Linked DNA regions of Mus musculus: regions 2 and 3 are each linked to region 1. The links are chromatin contacts, called in public Hi-C and HiCAR-type maps. All regions are on one chromosome and are shown on one strand. The core of a region is the stretch at or near the end of the contact, and the rest is flanking DNA. Distances in the headings are between cores, read along the strand shown.

Region 1 (2,843 bases), core at 102-2,601:
TTATGGAAACATCTTCTGAGATCTGCCAGCACACCTGTACAGTAATTTACATGATGGAGCACTAAATGCAAAACAGTCAATAAAATATCTTTAAGCTGCATAAGTGTGAGTAGCAGTCATGCGGAGCAATGGTCCTCGTTTCCAAGCTCAGGGAACAGAAGGAGCCTTTGGTTCCTGGCAAAAGTCAGCAATTGTCTCTTCCAGAAAACTCATTGAGTCCTCATAGCAAAGAACTTTTTGGAAGTATACCAAACATGTCCCAAAGGAAATAAATTCTTGTTAGTAGCACTCTGGATAGGCGTGGACCACTGCCACACACCAAGTGGAATCCATGTTATGTATGCATAAAAAAAAATTAGGCAAAGTCTAAACTGATCTTAAAACTCCCCTGGAAAGCGTCGTATTGGAGACTGCCACACAGTGAATGCATGCAGCTGTATTTCCTCTGACGTGAAAACCTAGCAATGTGAGTTCAGTACTGGGTGAAAAACTCCTGGATGCTCAGTACAGGTCATTTGCCACCAAGTGCAGCAAAGAAGACAATTAGTATCAACCATTCTCTTGGAGGTTGAGCCTGGTTGCTATAAGGGCATGTGATGTGTCTCCAATGAAGGCAAATGTAGGCAAAAAATATGGCACTTTACAAGAATGTTGCTCTAAATGGAGATAAAGCAATATGTAGTCCATTTTAAAAGATTTTTAAAATGTGTGTGCGTGAGTATTTGTCTGTGTTTAGGTGAGTACAGGCGTCCAGAGTCAAGAAAAAGCTGAAAGTCAGGACTTTCAGAGTTGGCATTAACAGGTGACTGTGGATCAGGGAGGAGCTCAGAGCAATGCCATGCTTTTAACCACTGAGCCATCTCTCCAGCACCCTGCATTTCCTATTTTTAAATTCAGTTTTTAATTCCTTATGCACATTATCATAAGGCTCCACTGCCACTTCTTTTATTTCCACAAGCAAGGCACATTCTTGACCAACAGCTGTGCAGCAAAGGGTTCCTCCACAAATAATCCAGTAAATTCCCATGAAGCTCCATTTAAAAAAGAGATGTCTGCCCAGGGGAGAATCTAGCTGTGTCTGGTGACTCCCCTATGACATCTAAGAGTAATCTTTGCCAAGCGATTGTTACAAAAAAAGAAACCCCGAAGTTATACTATCAAGCAGAAAACAAAACAAAGAATGTCATGGAAAATGTCAGTACAGGTCATCACTGGTCTGGGCCTTCGGTGTGGAACGTGCATGCTGAAAGCCAGCATGGAAAATCTTTGCCCTGCATCTATGCAGAGCAGGAAGCAGCTCCCAGCAGGCCTTGCTCTTCAGACTGGCCTGTGTTGAACTTGGCAGGCTGCCTACTGCTTCAGCTCCTGGACCTCAGGCTCATTGTTCCAGGGCCACGGGCAGCATTTAAGACATAATAGGCCTATGTGACTACTTAGGGTTCCCAGCACAGAAAAGGACTTAGTCCTTATCTAGTAACAGCAAGCTGAATGCACGTTAAAAGTCTTTAGAAGAAGCAGATTTTTTTTCCCCGTTTCTATTCTTATTTGTATTTTTGGCTGATGAATTCCACTTGCATTGGGGCTCTGGAAACAGAAACAGGATGAGTTAAGTCAAAAGAAAAAACAAGCATGGCCTTTTGTGGAACCCTGGGAGGTATTTAGAGCCTTGTGTCTTAAGAGACTGGATGCCTTTTTGCTTTCCTGACCCAAGCTATTTTTTTCTTTTCTAATTGCCAGCCTTGGTAGCTATCAGTACTCAATACCAACCGACAGGTCGTGTGGATATTTTTCTACACTCTAAAGCCATTTCAAACACAAGAAAGTGTGGCTTACTCATCGTTTAGTCAAAAGGGAGAAAAGACCCTTTCCACTCTCCAGACTGCCATAGGCATTGTGTAAAAGTCACATGGTTGGATGCTGATAAACCCTCAAGACAGTGTCAGACATGGTGGCACAGGGTTTGAGGCCAGCCTGGGTGGTATACAGCCGCAGACCTCTACCTGCCCTGGTGCACACTGAAGGATCCTGTTGGTGCCACAGGGGTTTCCTGGGCTGTAGACCTTAGCAGGCTCTTTGCACCCCCACTCTACCTTCTACCCCAGAGCACAGCTGGTAGTTCCCCCAGGCCAGAGGTACAGCTCAGCCTCCATGCCTTTGGTGTGGCTCTGACTCTCCCTGTAGCAAAACCCAGCGTCCTGGAGAGTCAGGCTCCAGAAGGTGTTTGTTGAATTGAAGGAGGGGTCCTAGTTACCTACCTCCACCAAACCCCACCCTCGGATGCAGCCAGCTGGCCCTCAGTGCTGGTTTCCATTCCTCTCCTCTCTTGCTTTTGTTTATTCCAGACGCCAGGACCCCACTGTGGAGTCTGAAAGCAAGGTCTGGTCACTCAAATGACTTGTCCTAGTGTTGTCTTCTTGACCTTCTTGAACTGATGTCAAGGGAGGAACTTTGTTCCTTTAGGACATTGTGCTTTAGAAACATATTTAGCAAGGCTGGAGGACAGACGGAATGGGTGCAGCTTAGGTGTCATCTTTGGGGGTGACCTTTGCTCCAGACATGATCATCAGCCTATTTTAAGTTTTTACACTAAAGTCACTCTAAAGGCAATAGGCAATAGGTTTCAAAGGCATGAACTACTCCGAGCTTGTTCTGAAATGAATGAGAAGGCAGATCTGATGTTACTGGCACGGATATTCTTTATTCCATTTGCGTACAACGCTATGCTTGAGATCCTCTTACCTCAGCACAGAGAGCCTGGATCTCTTGTTTTTTTGTTTGTTTGTTTTTCCTTCAGTTTTAAGTCCAAAGGGACTTTAGGGGTAAAGGCCTCTCTAGTGTTGGCA
Region 2 (2,843 bases), core at 111-2,610, 2.0 Mb before region 1:
TTGGTTTGTTTTGCCCTATCCTAATGTTAGTTTTTGTTTATCTTATTATATCATATTCTAATCTTATTAGTATCCCTTAGAAGTCAGTTTGCTTTCTAGTGAGAGACCAAAAGGGAATGGATCCATAAGGAAGGGGACTTGGGGAGGAACTTTGAGGGGTTGTGGGAGGGGGAACCATAACTGACATATATTATGTGAGGGAAAGATTGTTTTCAGTAAGAGAAAAAAATATTTTGCCCAAATTCTTAAGTTTGGGGCTAGGGATACTGTTCAGTAGCAGAACGTGTTCTGACAATGCATAAGGCCATGGATTTGATGCCAGCTCTACAATTAATTACTTAAAGGAATTGAAATTGGGCAGTATAATTTCACGAAAAAGTTCAAAAATCATATTCTAAAGCACAGAATCAAATTCCAATAAGGTTTCACTTATTCAAATTTGTTAAAAGAAAGACTGATATATAGCTGAAATACTAGGTTTTAATTAAATTAATTAAATTAATACCTAGTATTTGGAAGAAATTAAAATTTCATAGCATTTAAACATGGAGACATAGACAAAAGAGTGTGAGTAGTAGTGTTTAGTCGTTTGAGAGTCTAATTAGTGTTGGAAAGAGTATTGATCAAGAACAACCAGTATTCACAAACAGGATCTGGATTACATAGCAGGTGGGGGTACTCCATGTCCCTGTTTATACCCATTTGTTGACAAATAAAACTGATGCATTCGAGACATCACATTAGATCTTGGGAAGACAGAATTCATGTACAGCAGGAGCAGTGCTCTTTGGGTGCTTATGATTTTAGTAGGGATAGACAAAATGTGAACCACAGGTGTACACATGCCCATACACATGCACACACACATGCACACACACATGCATACACATGCATGTATGCATGCATGCACAGACACACACACACAGAGGATACACAACTACACATTCAGTAATACCTATGAAACTGGATCATAGACTATACCCTAAATGTATTAAAGATGATTACAGTGCTACAGTTCATGGCTGTATCAGTATAGAAGAGGGAGGCGCTCCTTCTGATGGTCATTTTCTTAGCCTGGGCTTTAGAAGAATGATCGGAATTTGTCTGCCAACCTGATATGTATAAATAACCGAACATGTTTCTCATAGCAGGACTGTATTGTGTGTGCACCCATATGTGTCTATACATGGGAGTGACATGTGAGGGTGGGTGGTTTCCATAGTTTCCACAGAATTTTCAGTAGATGTAAGAATAGAAGGATGTAAGAGCTTTAGTAAGAAAGACATGCTATGTAATGAGTCACTTAGCCTAGATCAAGGACAGGACAGGACAGAATTAGATAAGGAACTGGGCACAACCACGTGAGCAAAGGAAAAAGGAGGGGAAACAACATGGCCTTCATATCTGGGAGGCAGCTTTTGTATAGGTGTCTGGACACACTGTGGAAACTGTCTGGCAAATGCTGACCATTAGCTCGGAAGCAGCAGCAGCAGGACAGACAGAAGAAGCTTGAAATGCTGTGTGCCCTGCTGTTCTTTTCCTAAACTTCTGCTCATGCTGCTCATTTGTACTTAGTAGAAGAATTTGTTTAACCGAGCTAAAAGAGGCCTCCCATCTGCCTGAAATCACGGAAACGCCAAATTCCTCATATCTATGTCCATGAGGGTTTTCTAAAAATGTGCATAAGAAAATTTTAATTAAGAGCTAGACTGGCATGCATTTACTTTTAGAACTGAAGTCGCTTTGCACAGGCAACATTGTTCATTTACTGCTTATGACAAAGTCCTGACACATGTCAGTATTTGCCAACAGCTGGTCATGCATGCCTCTGCTTTAGTCTTCAGCCCATTGTATGCCACTCCTATTGGTTATGGAGATCATAGATCCCTAAAAATAAGTCAGTGGAGAATTAAGCATGGTAACTCACCACATACTAGAATGTATTCTCTAGTAAAGGTGCATACAGAAGACAAAGCCCTTGCTGAGATTGACAGCTCACAGTTGGAAAAGAGAACCCCTTAGGGTTTGCTACTACATCAAGGCAGATCTTAGCTTCTTTTGTCCTGTAATAAAATCTTCCTTCTATGGCTAAGGGGACAGTTCTGTGTTTGGGTCTCTTAAGTCCTTGTCTGGCAGGGTGTGGTCTGGGCTAATAACTTCCCCTATTCATAAAGAACTCTCCACATTGAACAGTTTGGAAGTCTTCATTAGTGAGCCCCTAGCAGAGTTGCTATGATAGTCATTTCTTATACAAGTTTCATCATATTTCTGCTTAATGTATATATGCTAGCTTGCAATCTATTACACATTTGTTAGTGTGTAATGGTTAACATCATTTGAAAGCTCTATTTAAAAAAAATACTGAATAAGAGTTTGCTTCTGTTTAAAAAAATGTGATGAGGACAAGATATATACATTAGGATATTAATGTATTAAGGGGCAATGATGATTGAAAATCTCATCATTGGACCAAGTTTAAGTTGATCTTATTGATGATAAAATACTCAAATAAACTGATGGATTTGATACTGGCCATTTCTATTTGTCTATGTTGTTTCCTTAGCCTAAGTTTTACAAACATGTCCAAGTTTACTTGTGTCATCTCTATGAGGATGGTTGTTCACTGGTGGTGGTGGGGACAAGTGTTGTATGGAGTGGACACATGGTCAGCACTTCCCAGCCCTGTGGGTGTGGGAATCAGAGAAAGATAGGCAGAGAAAGATGCTATGGACTTTCTAAGTACCACTCAAGCTATGGTGGTACTTAGAATTTTCCTCACCTTTTTGTGTTTGTATGGTTTTAGCTTGAGTTTAACCAGCTTCCTCTATAGCTGCTCTCAGTGG
Region 3 (2,843 bases), core at 121-2,620, 1.1 Mb before region 1:
TTCTAACCAGTGACTAGTTTATGGCAACTTAGCATTATCATTTGACTCCACAAATAGGATTTGAAGAATGTTCATCAAAAGATAAAATCCAGACTGTTCAGTATGGGATGAGATGAAGGAAAGGAGTGGGAAGGGGATGAGTGGATAGCATAGTGGAAAGGGACGTATAGTACAAACACACTGACTCACCACTTTACTTCCATTCAGAGGGCTCCAGTTGATGGGGAGTGTAATAGCTCCCCAATGTGTCAGGGAGGTCTTCTGTCCCCTCAAGTTATAACTCAGATTCTACATCTCCTGGCTAGCATTTGCTCACTTCTTTATGTAATCAAATATATCCTTGATAATTCACATAATTTTTTTAAGCTGGAGAAAAGGTTGAGGTTATTTCTATCATTGGACTTTCTTGTTCATAATTCTGCCCTCAGATGCTCGTGTGTGTGTGTGTGTGTGTGTGTGTGTATGTGTGTGTATGTGTGTGTGTATGCGTGTGTGTATGTGTGTGTATGTGTGTTTATGTATGTGTGTGTGTGTATGTGTTTGTGCATGCGTGTGTGTGTATGTATGTGTGTGTGTGTATGTGTGTGTGTGTGTGTGTGTGTGTGTGTGTGTGTGTGTGTGTGTGTGTGTGTATACTTTAGGGAAAGTACAGGGATGTCTAATATAAAGTCAATTTGGTTGACACTAAATATTATAATCTCATAAGGAATGAAATTCAAGTACATGTATAAATGTAGAACTGATTTTCTTTGAAAATCTTTTCATGAGGACATTTATAATTCTCTCTAAATATTATTTGTTAAATGTGGTTGCCTTTCTTGTCATTGTCACTTAAATAGGGTCTTTTTCTATATAATTAAGGAAGGCTTTCCTAGTACCGTTCTGCATCTGCTCTTCACTGTGGGCTTGTGGTGTACAGCACCATGTCCAGCTGTATTACTTGTTTTACTAAGATTTTAATAGTTACAGGTTTTGTTACTCAGTGAAATGGCCACATTCTATAGTGATTTGTTAACATATATTATCTATGTATATTAATAGGTTTGTGTGCTACTTAAACATGCATGCATACTATACAATTAATTAAATGTACTCCCCCTTTATAGTCCTCTCCCATGTTTGCAGTTTTCCAGCCTCTATAAATCACTGTCTTATATTTTAGTCAACTTTTTTTCTTTTATTAAGCAGTCCCATGAAAGAGAACTTTTGATATTTGTCTTTCTGGATCTGGCTTATGTCAGTTACTTTTTTAATTAGCTACCAGATGGAACTTCATCTCTAGAGATGCTGTATTGTATAATGTAGAGCCACAATATTGGTCATCACACGGAAATTAAAACTCCTGTAACCCAGCACAGAGTCACTTCTAGTGAAGTATTACTTAACAGAATTGAGCAACAGCACAGCACATGACATTCCATGGAGCACAGACATTGAACTTATTATTTCTAATTACTGGTTTCAGAAATTGATGTCACCTCACTTTCCGCTAGTTTGACTTTAGTGGAGTTTCCAAACCTGCGGTCATGGTCACTTTATCCATGGGTGTGTCTACATTACTGCTGGCTGCACTCATTGTTGCTTGTCTAAGCACATCTAGTGTCTGATCATATGCTTGAGCATATCCCGCCTGTCTGTTTCTACTTTCAAGTGGTCACTGTAGATGTGCAGTTATTGCTCAGATGTAGCTGAGCAGGTTCTTTCCTCAACAGCTTTACACCATGAACAGATTTCCAATTATTGTGTTTTCTCTTACACATCGTGATGTATTTATAAAAAGATAAAGAGAGACAGAATATGTTCTATGGGCCTGTGGTGAGGTATGGGGAAAGGGATTGCCTCCGCAGGACCAGCCACACACCAGTATAGTATAGAATAGAGTTTATTCAGGCCATGAGGAGGGGAGTTATGAGGGTAGTAGAGGCAGAGAAAGACAGACAGAGGGAAAGAGAGAGAGAGAGAGAGAGAGAGAGAGAGAGAGAGAGAGAGAGAGAGAGAGAGAGAGAGAGAAAGAAGAGAAGAGAAGAGAAGAGAAGAGAAGAGAAGAGAAGAGAAGAGAAGAGAAGAGAAGAGAAGAGAAGAGAAGAGAAGAGAAGAGAAGAGAAGAGAAGTAGAGAGATGGAGAAGGGAATGGGAAAGAGAGGTGGCAAGGAAACAAGGAAAAGCCCAAGAGGGCAAGAGGGCAAGAGGGAAGAGGGAATCAAGAGTAAGCAAGAGGCAAGAGTAAGAGAGAGCAGAAGGAGCAAGCAGCCCCTTTTATAGTGGGCCAGGCCTACCTGGCTGTTGCCAGGAAACTGTAGGGAAGAGCATACCTGGCTGTTGTCAGGTAAATGTTGGGTGGAATTTAGTCAGAATTCTAACACATAGGACTTGAGAGTACATGATATTCATGATGACTTTTCTTCTCTGGTAGCATGAAAAGCAACTTTCAGCACCAGGAACACAAATCAGTAGGGGTGATGCTTCTGGTTGGATACCAGCTTTATTTCTCCATGTTTGAAGGGATATTGTCTTCATTTATAGGGCCTACCATCAGATGATAGAAAGTAACCAATAGTCTTGGTAATAGCCTGTGATGTTTGGGGGTGGGTTGTGGGATCCCTTTAGCTAATGACTCAAAAAATATGGAACCTATTTCTAGAACTGGAGGTTTTGCTTGGTTGCATAAAATATCTAGTTGGGAGGCTTGTTTTTCCCTATTACATGGTGACTCCATTTTGAAATTCCTTTCAAATTACATATTTTAAGAAACTTCTATGATTGCAAGTTTTTAATATGGCTTTTTAAAAGACCATAAGTCTTAGAACAGTAGTATTTGTTTTTACCCTAGACCCCTGTTTCTT

What was found. Hi-C and Micro-C count contacts between places; a contact is called where the count stands out from the background. HiCAR-type assays count read pairs that join an accessible place to other places.
Region 2: a Hi-C map of regulatory T cells shows a contact between it and region 1, with 2.3 times the contacts expected there. The contact joins two enhancer-like sites. A contact is called at or near these places in 2 of 15 datasets of contacts at CTCF or cohesin (the NIH/3T3 cell line and large pre-B cells), 46 of 484 Hi-C or Micro-C datasets (the AtT-20 cell line, B cells, CD4 T cells and 26 more) and 5 of 115 datasets of contacts at active chromatin or transcription factors (PVALB interneurons, astrocytes, bone marrow-derived dendritic cells and 2 more).
Region 3: a HiCAR-type map of fibro-adipogenic progenitors shows a contact between it and region 1, with 9 times the contacts expected there. The contact joins two enhancer-like sites. A contact is called at or near these places in 1 of 15 datasets of contacts at CTCF or cohesin (large pre-B cells), 3 of 484 Hi-C or Micro-C datasets (adipose-derived mesenchymal stem cells, embryonic fibroblasts and ventricular fibroblasts) and 2 of 115 datasets of contacts at active chromatin or transcription factors (cardiomyocytes and fibro-adipogenic progenitors).

The regions. Positions count from the first base shown.
Region 1 is chr10:37,077,144-37,079,986 of GRCm38.p6, reverse strand. No RefSeq gene overlaps it. Among named protein-coding and RNA genes, the nearest start is that of Marcks, 60 kb to the left of the region's middle. Within about 2 kb of position 1,351, at least 100 of the 459 cell types and tissues checked have an H3K27ac peak or open chromatin away from gene starts, as enhancers often do. A contact at or near this core is called in fibro-adipogenic progenitors, where this site is marked.
Region 2 is chr10:39,048,503-39,051,345 of GRCm38.p6, reverse strand. The region is part of intron 11 of Lama4 (laminin, alpha 4); the gene reads right to left. Among named protein-coding and RNA genes, the nearest start is that of Fam229b, 84 kb to the left of the region's middle. Within about 2 kb of position 1,360, at least 8 of the 459 cell types and tissues checked have an H3K27ac peak or open chromatin away from gene starts, as enhancers often do.
Region 3 is chr10:38,134,893-38,137,735 of GRCm38.p6, reverse strand. No RefSeq gene overlaps it. Among named protein-coding and RNA genes, the nearest start is that of Gm31378, 14 kb to the right of the region's middle. Within about 2 kb of position 1,370, at least 6 of the 459 cell types and tissues checked have an H3K27ac peak or open chromatin away from gene starts, as enhancers often do. A contact at or near this core is called in fibro-adipogenic progenitors, where this site is marked.